Regions from separate parts of the Mus musculus genome. Here all the other regions are linked to region 1. A link is a contact called in public HiChIP or PLAC-seq and promoter capture Hi-C data. All regions are on one chromosome and are shown on one strand. The core of a region is the stretch at or near the end of the contact, and the rest is flanking DNA. Distances in the headings are between cores, read along the strand shown.

What was found. Promoter capture Hi-C pulls out the DNA fragments that hold promoters and counts their contacts. HiChIP or PLAC-seq counts read pairs in DNA pulled down with a chosen protein or histone mark.
Region 2: an H3K27ac HiChIP or PLAC-seq map of microglia shows a contact between it and region 1, with 4 times the contacts expected there. The contact joins the promoter of Shisa8 here to the promoter of Slc25a17 in region 1.
Region 3: a contact with region 1 is called in an HNF4G HiChIP or PLAC-seq map of pancreatic cancer cells. The contact joins the promoter of Enthd1 here to the promoter of Slc25a17 in region 1. A contact is called at or near these places in 1 of 39 promoter capture datasets (pre-B cells) and 1 of 115 datasets of contacts at active chromatin or transcription factors (pancreatic cancer cells).
Region 4: a promoter capture Hi-C map of fetal liver shows a contact between it and region 1, with 4 times the contacts expected there. The contact joins the promoter of Snu13 here to the promoter of Slc25a17 in region 1. A contact is called at or near these places in 5 of 39 promoter capture datasets (embryonic stem cells, fetal liver, hippocampal neurons and 1 more) and 1 of 115 datasets of contacts at active chromatin or transcription factors (microglia).
Region 5: a contact with region 1 is called in a promoter capture Hi-C map of erythroid cells, with 4 times the contacts expected there. The contact joins the promoter of Desi1 here to the promoter of Slc25a17 in region 1. A contact is called at or near these places in 1 of 39 promoter capture datasets (erythroid cells) and 3 of 9 other capture datasets (adipose tissue, liver and pancreatic islet).

What each region holds. Positions count from the first base shown.
Region 1 is chr15:81,359,449-81,362,073 of GRCm38.p6, forward strand. It overlaps Slc25a17 (solute carrier family 25 (mitochondrial carrier, peroxisomal membrane protein), member 17), which reads right to left and starts at 1,317. Exons shown (of 9, transcript NM_011399.3): 1 at 1,229-1,317. The coding sequence starts at 1,282.
Region 2 is chr15:82,211,510-82,214,134 of GRCm38.p6, forward strand. Shisa8 (shisa family member 8) reads right to left here and starts at 1,306. Exons shown (of 4, transcript NM_001207021.1): 1 at 380-1,306. The coding sequence starts at 903.
Region 3 is chr15:80,559,153-80,561,777 of GRCm38.p6, forward strand. It overlaps Enthd1 (ENTH domain containing 1), which reads right to left and starts at 1,318. Exons shown (of 6, transcript NM_001163189.1): 1 at 852-1,318. The coding sequence starts at 1,200.
Region 4 is chr15:82,046,317-82,048,941 of GRCm38.p6, forward strand. Snu13 (SNU13 homolog, small nuclear ribonucleoprotein (U4/U6.U5)) reads right to left here and starts at 1,282. Exons shown (of 3, transcript NM_011482.4): 1 at 1,171-1,282. The coding sequence starts at 1,173.
Region 5 is chr15:82,014,887-82,017,511 of GRCm38.p6, forward strand. Desi1 (desumoylating isopeptidase 1) reads right to left here and starts at 1,334. Exons shown (of 6, transcript NM_134095.3): 1 at 992-1,334. The coding sequence starts at 1,079. It overlaps Xrcc6 (X-ray repair complementing defective repair in Chinese hamster cells 6), which reads left to right and starts at 1,483. Exons shown (of 13, transcript NM_010247.2): 1 at 1,483-1,589; 2 at 2,224-2,312. The coding sequence starts at 2,237.

The DNA.
Region 1 (2,625 bases), core at 67-2,566:
CCAGGCAAATGCTCTCTTACCCCTTCCACCAATAGGTCACAGCCATCTCTTGCCTGAGAGAGATGTGCCTTCCGTATTCTACTCTCCACAGGGCAGCAGAGAGGATCGGGTTTGAAATGTCAATCAGTAAGTGCAACCACTGACCCTTTCCTACACAAAGTCATGAATCATTTGGCCCCCCATTTGCATTTCCACTTCAGTCAAACAGGTCCCTATGACCAACTGAAAACATGTCACAACAAACTTCCACCCCAGTTCTTTCATAACGAGCAAAAGGCACTTCTGGTTGATTTAAAGGAACGCGACTCTTTTGAATAAGACACCATGTAATATTCCCTCACCTACTTCTCAAGGTCTAGAAGAAAAGTGTAATATTTTCTTCCCTCTTCATAGATTACAAACGTGAGATTTGAGATTACCTGGTAAACATATGATAGAATTGGAATTAAAAAACTCAGATTACTCTTCACCGGAACATAAGCTGTCTGAATGGATAGGAATGGTCCACGGTGACTCTACATGGCTAAAGGTACATGCTGGGAGTTAGGGAAGAACATGGGAAACAGTCTGAGGAAAAGAACCAGAGGAGGAATGTTACCTGTGCCAAGAATGTGAAGTTTCAGGGAAAAGGGAAGTGTCAAATGGAAGGAACTTAGATACCTCTAAATCGAAGAACAAAGCACTTAACTCACAGTAACTATACAGGTAGTACATAACACCACCGATCTTGACTTAAAAAATAAACAAACAAACACCCTATCTTTTCCTGGCAATAAGGCTGACTAGGAATGTTCCATTAGCTATTGCCACTTGCCTGGGATAAGGTGTGACACCAGGCTGGCAGTAGACTTACAGCAAGCACCCCATCTTCACACTTAGTTTTTCCGCAGGACCAATTTGGACGAAGTTTGTGTGCAGTGAGAGTTGGGTAAGGGAAGGGTTGGCCTTAAACTTTTAAACTTCAGAAGGCAAAGAAAATAGCAATTATCTTCTTCCCTATTCCCTCTGGACCTTTGTGACTGATAGTCCAGACAGTCTCTGGGAAAGTCCAGAGGGGACTGCGGCAGAGGGTGGCTCCTGGCCTCGCCCTCCCTCTTGTAGCAGCAACTTTCCATTTATGCCCGTCCTTTTCGTTCCAGTTGTGACAGATTCGGTCCCCACATCTCCCCCGTGCCCTTCTCCCCGACCCATCCCGAGATTTACTTCGAAGCCCCAAACCCCTCCTCACCACGGCTCCGGCCACGGCGTGTACCAGACTTTCGTAGGACAGCACAGAGGCCATGGTGCCACACTTTTCACTCAGGCGCCTCAGAGTGTGCGGGTTCGTGAAAGGACCGTCTCAAGCCCCACCTCTCAGAAGTCTCCCCCGCCTCCACCAGAACGACTGCTTCCGGGTCACAGACTGCCCTGGTTCGCTGGGGAGAACAGCCGGGGAGGCGAGTGTGAAATGCCCAGGAACGCCCCTGAACATCGATTGGTCCGGATCGGTCAAGGGGCGGAGCAATGCTCAGTGGCTATGGAAGGATCTGTGTTCTGAGCACCCCCTGCAAAGGTTCCTAGCCCCTCAGTCTGTCAGTGTGCTTGCACACTAAATTGGTTAGTCAAGCCCATAAAACGGGAGGACATAAAAGTCCTTAATGACTCCTGCACCCCAGTTCCTTGCAAAATATATGTTGGCAGGCTCAGTTGTTAGTGCTTGCTTAGCATGACTACCAGCAAACCATAAACACCAGTAAACACAGTACTCAGGAAGTGGAAAGAGGATCTGGGGACTGAAGAGTTGGCTCAGTTAAGAACAAGTACTGCTTTTGCAGAGGATCCTCGTTTAGGTCCCAGTATCCCAAGCAAGTATAGTTCCAGGGGGTCTGACCTTCTCGGGTTTCCGCGCACACTAAGACATACACACACACACACACACACACACACACGACTAAATAATTTTGTTAAAAGAATTTAGTACAGAGTCACCCTCAGCTACAGAGAGAATTTGAGATTAACCTGGGCTGAGACTCGTCTCAAAACAAAAGCCAAAACAGACCTAAACCCTAAAACGTAGCCTGTAATCCCAGTACCATGGATGCTGAGAAGTGGAGTTGGCTAGCCAGAACTATAGAAACAGCGTCAAAACAAAAGCAACCCTCCAGGATAAGCTGATAGCCATAGATAAGGGGGTGGGTCAATATCTCCAACCTTCGTTTCTCCATTCAGCCATCCCAACACCCGCTGCGAGATATAGAATCAAGGCTCTGAGGCCCGGTAGTTAAACCTCTAGCATAGTTTGTTTAAACTGACAATTTGGGGCTGTATAGATATAGCTCAGCAGCTAAGAACGCTTGCTCTTCAGTTGCTATCACACAACCCTCTATGTCCCTCGGGACAGACGCCACAGCTTTCTGTCCTCTGAAAGAATCCAGGACTGCTTACATAAATGCACTCATGCACATAAAGGTAAATCTAAAAGCAAAGTCAGTATTTTACCCTTCCACTGTGATAGTCTTAAGGTTTCTATTCCTGCACAAAACATCATGACCAAGAAGCAAGTTGGGGAGAAAAGGGTTTTATTCAGTTTACATTTCCACATTGCTGTTCACCACCAAAGGAAGTCAGGACTGGAACTCAAGCAGG
Region 2 (2,625 bases), core at 56-2,555, 850 kb after region 1:
GCATCCTCTCCCTTCGCTAAGCCCACGACCACCTTAAAACTGCCCCAGTCCAGTGGCTTTCCTGACCATCGTCCGTGCCTCATTCCTTGGACAGCGACTTTTTGTCTTCCGCAGAGGAGGTTAGAGCCACAAGGAGGATCCAGAGCCCAGTACAGGCAGGGAAGGTCAAGGGGAGAGAGAGCTATCAGGTATCTATCTCCCTCTGTGAAGCAGAGACGGGGGAGAGAGGTCCAAAAGAACAAAACAAAACAAAAAGAGAAAGGGACTGCGGAGAGGCCAAAGATTTAGAGGGTCCAGAAGGATGCAGTTGCAGTGAAATTTGGAGCCAGCTAGGGACAGTGAAGACAGGACGGGCGGGCAGGCAAGCGGGCGCACTCACCTGGTCACCGTGCGCCGAGCGCGGGGGCTGTGCGCTCTCTCCAGGCCCAGGCGCGCCCCGATGCCGACCAGCACGAGTAGAGCGGCGACACCGCACACCGCGTAGACCGCAGTGTGGCTGCGCTCCCGGGCCGGGTCGCGCGGGGCGGCGGTGTCACGGGCGCGGGCGGGCGGCCGGCCAGTCTGCACCCAGGCCGGTGTGTCGTAGTTGGAGCAGCGGCTCTGGTCCAGGCGGCGCGGGCCGTCGTGGCAACAGAAGCGGTAGCCGCACGTGCCGCAGCAGAAGCTGTAGACGCCCGAGCTGCAGTTGAAGGGCGGGTCCCACTGGCCCATCACGTCGTAATAGCCGCGGCAGCGGTCGCCTCCCGCCGGTGCCACGGTACCGGACCCTGCGATCTCCTGCTCCTCGGGAGCCCCCGCGCGGCCCGACGGCGACCCTGCCAGCAGCAGCGCCAGTCGGAGTGCGAGCGGGAGCCCATGCGAGCGCCGGCCACAGCGCTGTCCCCGCGCCCCAGCGCGCTCCATGCAGCCCGCTCCTTCTGCTATTGCGCCCGGCGCATGGCTCGGCGCGTGGCCGCTCTGCCAGGCTCCCCCAGCCCTCCGGGACCGGTCGCTCGGTCGCCCAGCTGCCCGCGCAGTCTCCCCGCCGACGCCTCCTGGTGCGTCTGCGGTTCCAGACACAAGTGAGCTCGGTGTAGAGTACGCGGGGCTGGATCTCCGGTGGGCGCGTTTTCCTCCGGGGCTCACCTCGGACTGCGCACGGTGGAGGCGGGCGGCGAGTGCTCGCCTGCACAGTCCCCAGCTCCCTCTGACCCGGGAGGGCGTGCGGGGCCTGGGTCTTTTGGAGACTGCGCCGGGCGGCGGGTCGCCGGACACCTCTGTCTTCCCGCCGCCCGCTCCGCGGTGCCCGCGCTCTGGCTCCGGCTCCGGCTCCGGCGCGGGCTCGGCGCGGGCTCGGGCGGGCGGGAGGGAGCGAGGGGAGGAGGGCGGGAGGGAGGCAGAACCGGGGGAGGAGCGCGGCCGCTGCGCCGGGAGGGAGGGGTTCTGTAAGGTCAGTGCAGCAAGCGCGCCCGACCAGGGACCCTCTCCAAGACCTCCCTCAAACTGTTGTCGGAATTGGGCCCTCGAGGGGGCTCAGCTTAAGATCTGGGGATTCGGATCTTGGCAACCTTGGATGAGCGATTCCCTGCTTTTTTAAGTAAGGGGACAGAGGCATAGAGATCAAAGCAGCCTGGAATTCACTGGGAAGGGACTCACAAACACACACACACACACACACACACACACACACACACACACACACACACGCCCCAATGTTCCATTCCTGTGTCTGGTCCTGACATGAATGAGGAAGGCACAATAAGGACCCCCAACACAAAAATGGCAGAATCAAGCTTTGATCAACCCCTCTCTGGTCTGCCCCAGAGCATGTGCCCTGATTCTAAAACCTGGACATTTGGCTGGGGTCCTAGGATGTCCCAGTTCTGGAAACAGTCTGGCCAGAGCCCTCAAGTGGTCGGCTCCCCTCCGCGGCCTCTGCTATAGAAGGCTGAGCAGGTCCTGGGGACCAGGCCAGTTGTACTCCCCTGTCTGTCCTCAACTCTCACTCCCTGGGACTCCCAGGTCCTTTCACAAGCTTAGGGAAAGAATGAGGAGGCATGGCTCAATGCCCCATTCCACCACTCCCCCGCTGAGCTGCTAAGGAGAATATGACCCTGATGCCAGTCATTGCCTCTCCCTGCCTCAGTTGCTATGGTTAAGGTCAAAAGGTCTTCTTGGAGCCAGGCAGTGGTGGCACTCACCTTTAATCCCAGCACTTGGGAGGCAGAGGCAGATGGATTTCTGAGTTCGAGGCCAGCCTGGTCTACAAAGTGAGTTCCAGGACAGCCAAGGCTATACAGAGAAACCCTGTCTCGAGAAAAAAAAAAAAAACAAAAAAACAAAAAAAAAAAAAAAACCAACAACAACAAAAAGGTCTTCTTGGTGCCAGCAATGGCATAGCAGTACTGAAGGCTTGCGGAGAGGTTGAAGAAGGAGGACCACTTGGGCTCACAACTTTGACCAGCCAGGGCAATGTGCTGAGACCCTGTCTCAAAAAGCAAACAGAACAAAATAGTGTCCTTTCACACACTAAGGACAAAGCAGGGGGATTCCTTGAGGCAAAATTAATCTAAATCAGAGGTCCTCAACCTTCCTGATGCTGCAACCCTGTGACATAGTTCCTCATGGTGACCCCCACCATAAAAT
Region 3 (2,625 bases), core at 68-2,567, 800 kb before region 1:
CAAGTGTACCTCACTGATCTTAGAAACTGGAGAGATGATGTTTTGGTGGAGAAGGGTTCATAGAAACTATTTTTGTCTCATTTTTTCATTTCTTTAAAGTTATCATTTTAAAATGCAGTAACCATGGAGAGTAGAGTGAACTGTATTTTCTTCTTATGACTTAAAACCTATCACTTTAGGCACAATTATAACTTTGCATTTCTAACACAAAGGAAAGGAATGTTGGCTCTTTTCTTTGCAAATTTGGCACCAATCCACTTCAATACTCTATACCATCTTCCTATGCCATCGCCTTTCTACACCCAGAATTATCTTAAGACCTGAATTTCTGTGCTTCAGTTAAGTGAGCTCATCTCCATAGCCTTCGGAGATTCCAGAGTCCCTAGAAACACTTCCCTAGTTTATGACTAAATTCCGACTTAATTATACTCGTGAATTACAGTGACATCAACACACAAACGGCAGCGTCTCCTCTCTTCATTTGCTGTATTTACTTTTCTGTGAGGCGTCACTGGATCAGGACCTGCGTGTGTTCTGTGCTCTTTTGAAAACAAACACACTCTTCTCCCAAGTGCCACAGTCAATCAGAGGACGGAAATGAGAACCACAGCGGTCGGAGGAAAACAGTGGCTGGGACATCTAAGGACAACTCTTTAAGCCCAGGGTGATAACAGGGTGCACATCAACCTAGCGCGAGGGAGGTTGGGACTGGAGGGCAAGCTCAGGACAGCCTAGGCTACATCACAAGGCACTCAAAAATTGAGAACCGCCTTGCTCCAGTTGAAGATTTAAAACACTGCTATACACGCCTGTCCTTACAGGCACACTGTCGAATTTTTACAAACTGTTACCTTGGTCTTTGCCCGCTTCATCTATGTGTTGAAAATCCTTTAGCATTTGAAGGTTACAGACGCCCTCTCTGCAATACTGAATAACTTTCCTGGAGCCGTTCTTGATGAGGTAGTCCATCAGGGCGAGGGATTTGTACACGTGGCGCCAGTTCTTCCCGTGGTCGCTGAGTCGCTGCCACAGCATGTGCATGATCTCCGAGAGGGAGGCCGCATTGAAAGTCATGTCACTGATAGCTAACATCAGAGAGCTAGAGGGGCCCCAGGGGTCATTGGAAGTTGCTTCCCTGACTTTTTTTTCGGCATCTGAGTAATTTTTCACGAAGTTCTTCACTTGCCTCCTGAATGACATAGCTACAGTGAGTCTGAGGAGGGGGTGGAGGTGGGTGAGAGCGATGGGTCAGGAGTGACTGGTTTACAGAGCGCCTGACAGATTCGTCCCAAGTTCTGCCGCTCTCAAACACAAATGATTCATCTCCACCTGGTAAAGTATCGATTTCCTGCAAGGAAAGTACAAAAAATGTGGTGTAAGTTCCTCAAAAAAAAAAAAAAAAAAAATGTCTACAGGAGACCAAGTTAGTCTGAAAAAAAAAAAAATTTTAGTTTCCAAGAAAGCCTGTCACATCACCAGCCTGAGGAAGGAAAGGACTCTATATAGGTGTGCTTAGGATAAACACGGGAAAATCCCTCACAAGACTGACCTCAGCTATCCAGAGAATATAGGTAGTCTATCTGCTCCTAAAAGGTTCTGCAGAAAATATTGCTCAGCTCCCTTGACAAGGAGTACGAGTTTAAAGACGTACACACAGAGGAGACAGATTCATAGTTCAGGGGGAATTTGCACTCTGACACCTCTTTCTTAACAAAAGCTGTTGTTATACACACTGTGTCCTGGAAATAATTTGAATGGTGGTGAAAATTGAGTGTGAGGTCCTCCTCGTACCCAGAACCCTGTTCCCTGCAGAACCATGAAGCACTCTGATCAAACCTGAGTAGGTGCTGCTCTCTGGTCTATCTAGAGAGCCGGCGTTAAGATAAATACTCTACCTCCTGTGGATTACAGCTAACACAGTATCCAAAGCAGCATCTTAGCCTAGCAAACTAGAGGGAAAGCTTCGATTACTTTCTTTACTCGCTTTCAGGGAAAAAAAGGTGTGGTTTTAACATTCAACAGTATCAAAGTGCTATTTATAAATGACATGGCGTGAGGAACTCCCTTAGGCCTGGAGTGATTAGCAGGAGTCTGACAGCTTCCCCATACATAGAAGAGGAAGCATTTAGGTTAATATAAAAACGCATTCAAACTTAAACCGGTACTCGGCCCTAAGAATTCGCAAGATACTTGAGAATTACCAGTTTCTGATTTACATGAAACTCCCTTCCTCTTTTTCATTACTCTGCAGGAAGGTGAGTCACTTAGTTTGTAATTTCTCTGGTGATTCACCTCCGACAGGGACAAAGGCACTGTGCCAAATTGATTTCAAGCCCTGATGAGCATCCAGACCCAACGAAGTCTAGATGAACTATAATCAGATTTTGCTATCAAAGCTGCACCCATCCAAAAGAAAGAAAAAAAAATCAAACTCATAACGACTGTTTGGTATTTTTAGTTTTGTTTCCTTGGCCTCCTCAGCTTCTAGCTCACGCCTGATTAATCTGTGTATCAAGGGAAAACATAATTTTCAGATGCATGGTTAAATGAACTATCACCTTAAAAAAACAAAAAACAAAACCAGATCATTAACCCTTTCAGCCCCTCTACCTTTTGATTTAAACC
Region 4 (2,625 bases), core at 32-2,531, 690 kb after region 1:
GTAAGCCCAGCATTCTGGAGGCCGGCCAAGGCAGGGAGATCTCATGTCCAAAGCCAGAACTCGCCCGTCCTTAAGCGATGCATGTTTGTACTCCGCCTGCTACAAGCGACCCGTTGTCCCCACTTCCCAGCCTAGACAAACTGCTGCAGAGTTCACCAAGAGCACCGCACTTCAAAACTCTTCCCTGGTTCAACACTGGCTCAGCCACTCTCTCTCTCTCAAACTCTAGACTCGGTCAGTAGTTGCTAAACCTCAGGGGTGGGAGCACGAAAACAAAGCCGACCACCCAAGGGCTGGATGAAATCGCACCAGGCCTGAAAGGGCTCAGCCAAACGGAGCCCTGTACACCATCACAAAGTGGAGACGCTCAAACGCTATCATCCCACGTGGGGCTACCAGGACCACGGATTTCTGAAGGCGTCGGTCGCTCTCATGGTGGGAGCCTTTCCTGAGCTTCCTTCACATTCCATGTGACCCCAAATTTAAAAAAGGAGGCGAGGGTGGGGTGGTGGTGGTTACCTAGTCCGGAGGGCGCGATGGTACGCGCCTTTAATCCCAGCACTGGTGAGGCAGATCTCTTGAGAGCTCAAGGCCAGCTTAGTTTACAGAGTTCCAAGGCCAACCAGGGCTCCATGAGCCCCTAAAAACAAACTAAACCAAAAAGCGCCCCCGAATTCCCTAAGTCTTAGTTCCCGACAGACCCTGGCTGCGGACCCCACGGCGATCCCCTTCCTCAACCCCGGGAGTGGAGAAGACGTGGGTAGTGAGTGCCTCGCATCCCGGGATTTCACCTCATCCCCCAGTGTTTAAAAAGAAAAGAGAAAGAAAACGAGAAGGAGAACAGACGGGCTTCCACACGCGTTCACCATCCCACGTGGGGCGCTCATTTTCCCACGCTGCGCCATGCCTGTCCCCTCGCCGCGGCCTCTGGGCACGCCCACGGCTGCAAAGCCCACCGGGCCGCAGCGACCTGGGACCTCAGCTGCCCGGGATCTCCACTCCGCCGCCCCAGGAACGACCTCGCGGGCCGCCGGAGTTCCAGCCCCGGGCCTGGAGGTCGGCCATCTCGGGGCGGGCGACATGTCGCACGCGCTCCACCTCCCCCAAGACGCAGCGAACAGGGCCCGCGGCCCGCGCTCCCCGTGCTTGCGGCCCGCCGCGCTCACTCACCATGGCTGCGGTGCGCCGGTCTCGCCGCGACTCGACGACAGCCCAACTCAAGAGGGACTGAAACGCCGCGCAGGAAAAAGGAGCGGAAATCACTTCAGAAGCGGCAGGAAGCGGAAGTGACGCCACAGAGCGCGCGCAATGACGGCGTCCCGCCCCCTTCCCGGAAGAAGAGAGTGCTGAAGTCATCTTTGGATGTGGGAGATGCGTTTTTTCAGATTTTATTAGCGTTCTAGTTAGGATCGGCAAAAGATTGTGAATAAACCACTCGGGAAGTGGCACACTAGTACAACGGGTTGTGAGGGTTGCCATTTCATAACCAGGCTTTTTTTTTTTTTTCGAGACAGGGTTTCTCTGTGCAGCCCTGGCTGTCCTGGAACTCGCTTTGTAGACCAGGCTGCCCTCGAACTCAGAAATCCACCTGCCTCTGCCTCCCAAGTGCAGGGATTAAAGGCATGCGCCACCACGCCAGGCTTTTTTTTTTTTTTTTTTTTTTTTTTTTTTTCTGAGTACATAGTGTACCCTTTTCAAAACCATCCTCTCAGGCGGAGGTTGATTTCTACAATTAGCTGGAATAATGCAGTGGTTGTGAGTCTCTTGGGGAGTGTGTGTCAAAAGACCCTTTCCCAGGGGCCGCCGAAGACCATCGGAAGACACGATTCATAACAGTAGCAAGATTACAGTTATGAAGTAGCAACGAAAGTAATTTTATGGTTGGGGGTCACCACAACATGAACTGTATTAAAGAGCTGCAGCAATGGGTAGGTCAAGAGCCATTGGACTAGGGGGCTAGTTAGTGAATGACAGGGAGGTTGTGTTTGGAGTAATTATGTAGGACACCTGCTTCCTTCTTCTGAGCATCTTGCCCCTTTCTTAGTGATGCACCAAAACTTCGTTATGAAAGGATAAACTCAAGTCTAGCGCTCCCTCCCATGAGCTCTTCCGTGATCCTCGTGGCTTCTCAGTCTTTTCCAACATGATGCCAAACACATCTTGGGGCTATTTGGATCTAGCCCAGACCCCACCATTAGAGCCAATTTCAGCTCATTGTGTCACAACTGTAGAGCTGAGAACTGGGAGGACCTTTAAGAGCCTTACAAAATAGTTCCTCATTTTTACAGATGAGAACAAAGTGTAAAGAAGGGAAGCCTGCCCACTGTCAGGAATCAAACAGTGGCAAAGCTAAAACCGGACCTTGAGATTTTTAGCATTGGGGGTCAGGCAACCACATGGATTCAAACTGCCAACAGGAGGGAACATTTCTAGAGACTGGCGAGATGCCTCCCTGGTTCAGCACACTGGCTGCTCTTCTATAGGATATGGGTTCAATTCCCAACACCCACATGGCAACTGACAACACTTGTGACTCCAGTTACAGAAAGATTCAACTGCCTCTTCTAGCATCCATGGGCACTGTGATGCACAGACTTGCATGCAGGCAAACAATCACACATAAGA
Region 5 (2,625 bases), core at 84-2,583, 660 kb after region 1:
TTCTGATGGGAAACCACATTTAGAAACCACTCGCTGCCCCAGGGTTAAAGGATTAGTAAGTTCAACTCAGTGACACATCACAAATGGATGTCCTCAAAACTTGCCTTGCTTCCTTGATCCCTGCCCCTTGTGTTCCTTAAGAAATAGGCCTTCCTCCAATGTCTCCAGGAAACACTATAGCTATTTATTGAATGATGCAAAACTATGTCAGTTTCAATCCCTGAAATCCATTCCTGTCCACCATTACCTGAAATGACAAGCCTGACAAATCCTATATGACAGACATTTTGGTATTTGACTTGAAGTGAAGTTGGACCTACACTGAAGGGCTCTTTTTCTCTCTCAGCATGAAACCATTTGAACTGAGCACAACCGATATCCTCACCGATACAGCATCCGGTCCTCCCCCAGAACTGCTTTCTTACCATCTGGTCAAAAGCAATTAACTGTTGAGCGAAAATTGCATCGTCGGACAGAACGTAATTAGTTCCAAGATCTGGCTCAGGGTGACCTGACTTGACCTAACCTGGAGCCGGCAAGGGCTCAAGCCTTCCACCGCTCTAGCGCTCTCTTCCCATCCACTCCAAGGACTGCAGAGGGAATTTCCTTTTGGCGCGGAGGGCAGTCGCTCCGAGGGACACCAGAGGATCTCGTCTGCAGTGTTGCTTCCACCACCAGGGACACGAGCTGGAGGTATCCTCACTTTCTCTACTTTGAGCTAAAGAAGCAGGGTTCCCTGGCTTCTTGGGGAATCCACCAAGATCAGTCGGCTAGCCCCAGTCTCTAGCTGAAGAGGAGCTTGCTCTCAGCCGGAGCGTGTGTCTCCTTGGCTTAGATCATGAAGCTGGACAGGGGTTCAGGGAATCCCACCTCACTGTCCTTGCCCTAGTGGATCTTTCCTACCACCCATGGGCCCGTCTTCCCCCACCCCCCTCGGTGGATCGCTTCCAGCGGCCACCTGCCTTCTTCCCACTGACCCCGGTCCCCTCACCCAGCATGATGGGGCTGAGCCGGCGGGCCAGGCCCTTGGACAGGTCGTACACGTAGAGCTTCACCGGATAGAGATTTGGCGGCTCCATCAGGACCCGTGGCGGCGGCCACGATGGCCCTCGGGCACCCGGCAGCGGCTTGGACCTTCCGGTACCCGACCGGGGTGGGGAGAAGAGGGAGCGGGGGACCGAGCCGGGGCCCGGCCTGAGGGCGGGGGAGAGGCGGCCCTGCGCTGCTCGCGCCCGGACACCCGCGACCGGCAACGACTACTGTGAGGTGACAGAGAGAGAGATCCCAGAGACTCCGCACGGAACAGGGGGCAGGGGCGGGGACGCACTTTCACGCATGTGCGTTCGGTGCTGACGGGTTTCGGGGGCGGAGCTTCAAGCGAGGGGCGGGGCTTTCTCTGGCCGCAAGCGTTCCAGTTTAGGGAACAGGGGGTGGAAGCGGGAAATGCGAGTGGGCGTGCCCGCTTGAAGGGTCGAAGGGCGTGTTGTGCGTGATGACGCAACGTCGCTGATTGGGCGAGAGACAAGGAGCCCGCGTGGACGTGGTGCCCACCTTCTGCTGTCCCAGTGGCTTGCCCGCCTGCGGTTAAGGTAGGTTCGCCGCACCACATGTGTTGGATGAGGCCTGCCTTGGTGGCTTGCTTGCACGCTTAGTGTCGCGCGACCCCTGGCCTCACCACGGAGCAGCGCTGTCGACCTGCAGGACCTGGGTCATGCTCCTTTCTCCCCAGAAGGCGGAACAGGACTGGTGGTTGAGCCAATCTCTAGCTGAAGGTTGGGGGAGAAATGAAGACGAATGTTTCAGCCAGAGCACCAAGTACCGTCCCAGTCCAGTTGGAGCTCGAGATAGGACCTTCAGTGCTGAGCCGCTATGTTATACCTCGCCCTCACCCCTAGCCATTTTGGTCCTGCAGCATCCTTAAGGGATAGCCAAGGGGAGGTTGTTGCAGCAATGACCCCATGCACATTTCTCTTGCCTCTCCAATGATATGGAGAGCTTTGGAGGAAGCAGGAGCCATCATTCACATTCTTTATTAGTGACCCGAGCATTTAGAACAGATCTAAAGAGAACCCAGAAGTCTGTCTGTCTGTCTCTCTTTTTTTTTCTGGTGTGTGTGGCATAGGTCCGGGTACACTGTAGGAAAGCGCATTACCACAGAGCTACCTGCCTTGGTTTTTTTTTTTTTTTTTTTTTTCATTTAAATTCATAACTTCTCTCACCTAGTGAGCAAACCAACATGTCAGAGTGGGAGTCCTACTACAAAACTGAGGGCGAGGAAGAGGAAGAGGAGGAGGAGAGCCCCGACACAGGTGGTAAGTGGCCTGTGTGGAAGATTTTCGCTGTGTACTTTTTTTTTTGCTGGGAGCACTTTATGTTGTCTGATATCCCTCCCTTTTCTCCTCAGATAATCTAAAATATTTTTTCTCCCTTTGAGTTTTACAGTTATTATTTAGATCCTATTTCACTCTATGAACATTCCTAACCCTATTTTCCTTTTTTTTTTTTTACTAACCACGATAGAGAATTTATTAATCTTCAATAAATGACTCTGTCCATGGTAATATTTGTCACTTTATTTTTTACATATTTTTGATTGTTTAAAAAAATCTACTTATTTTTATTTTA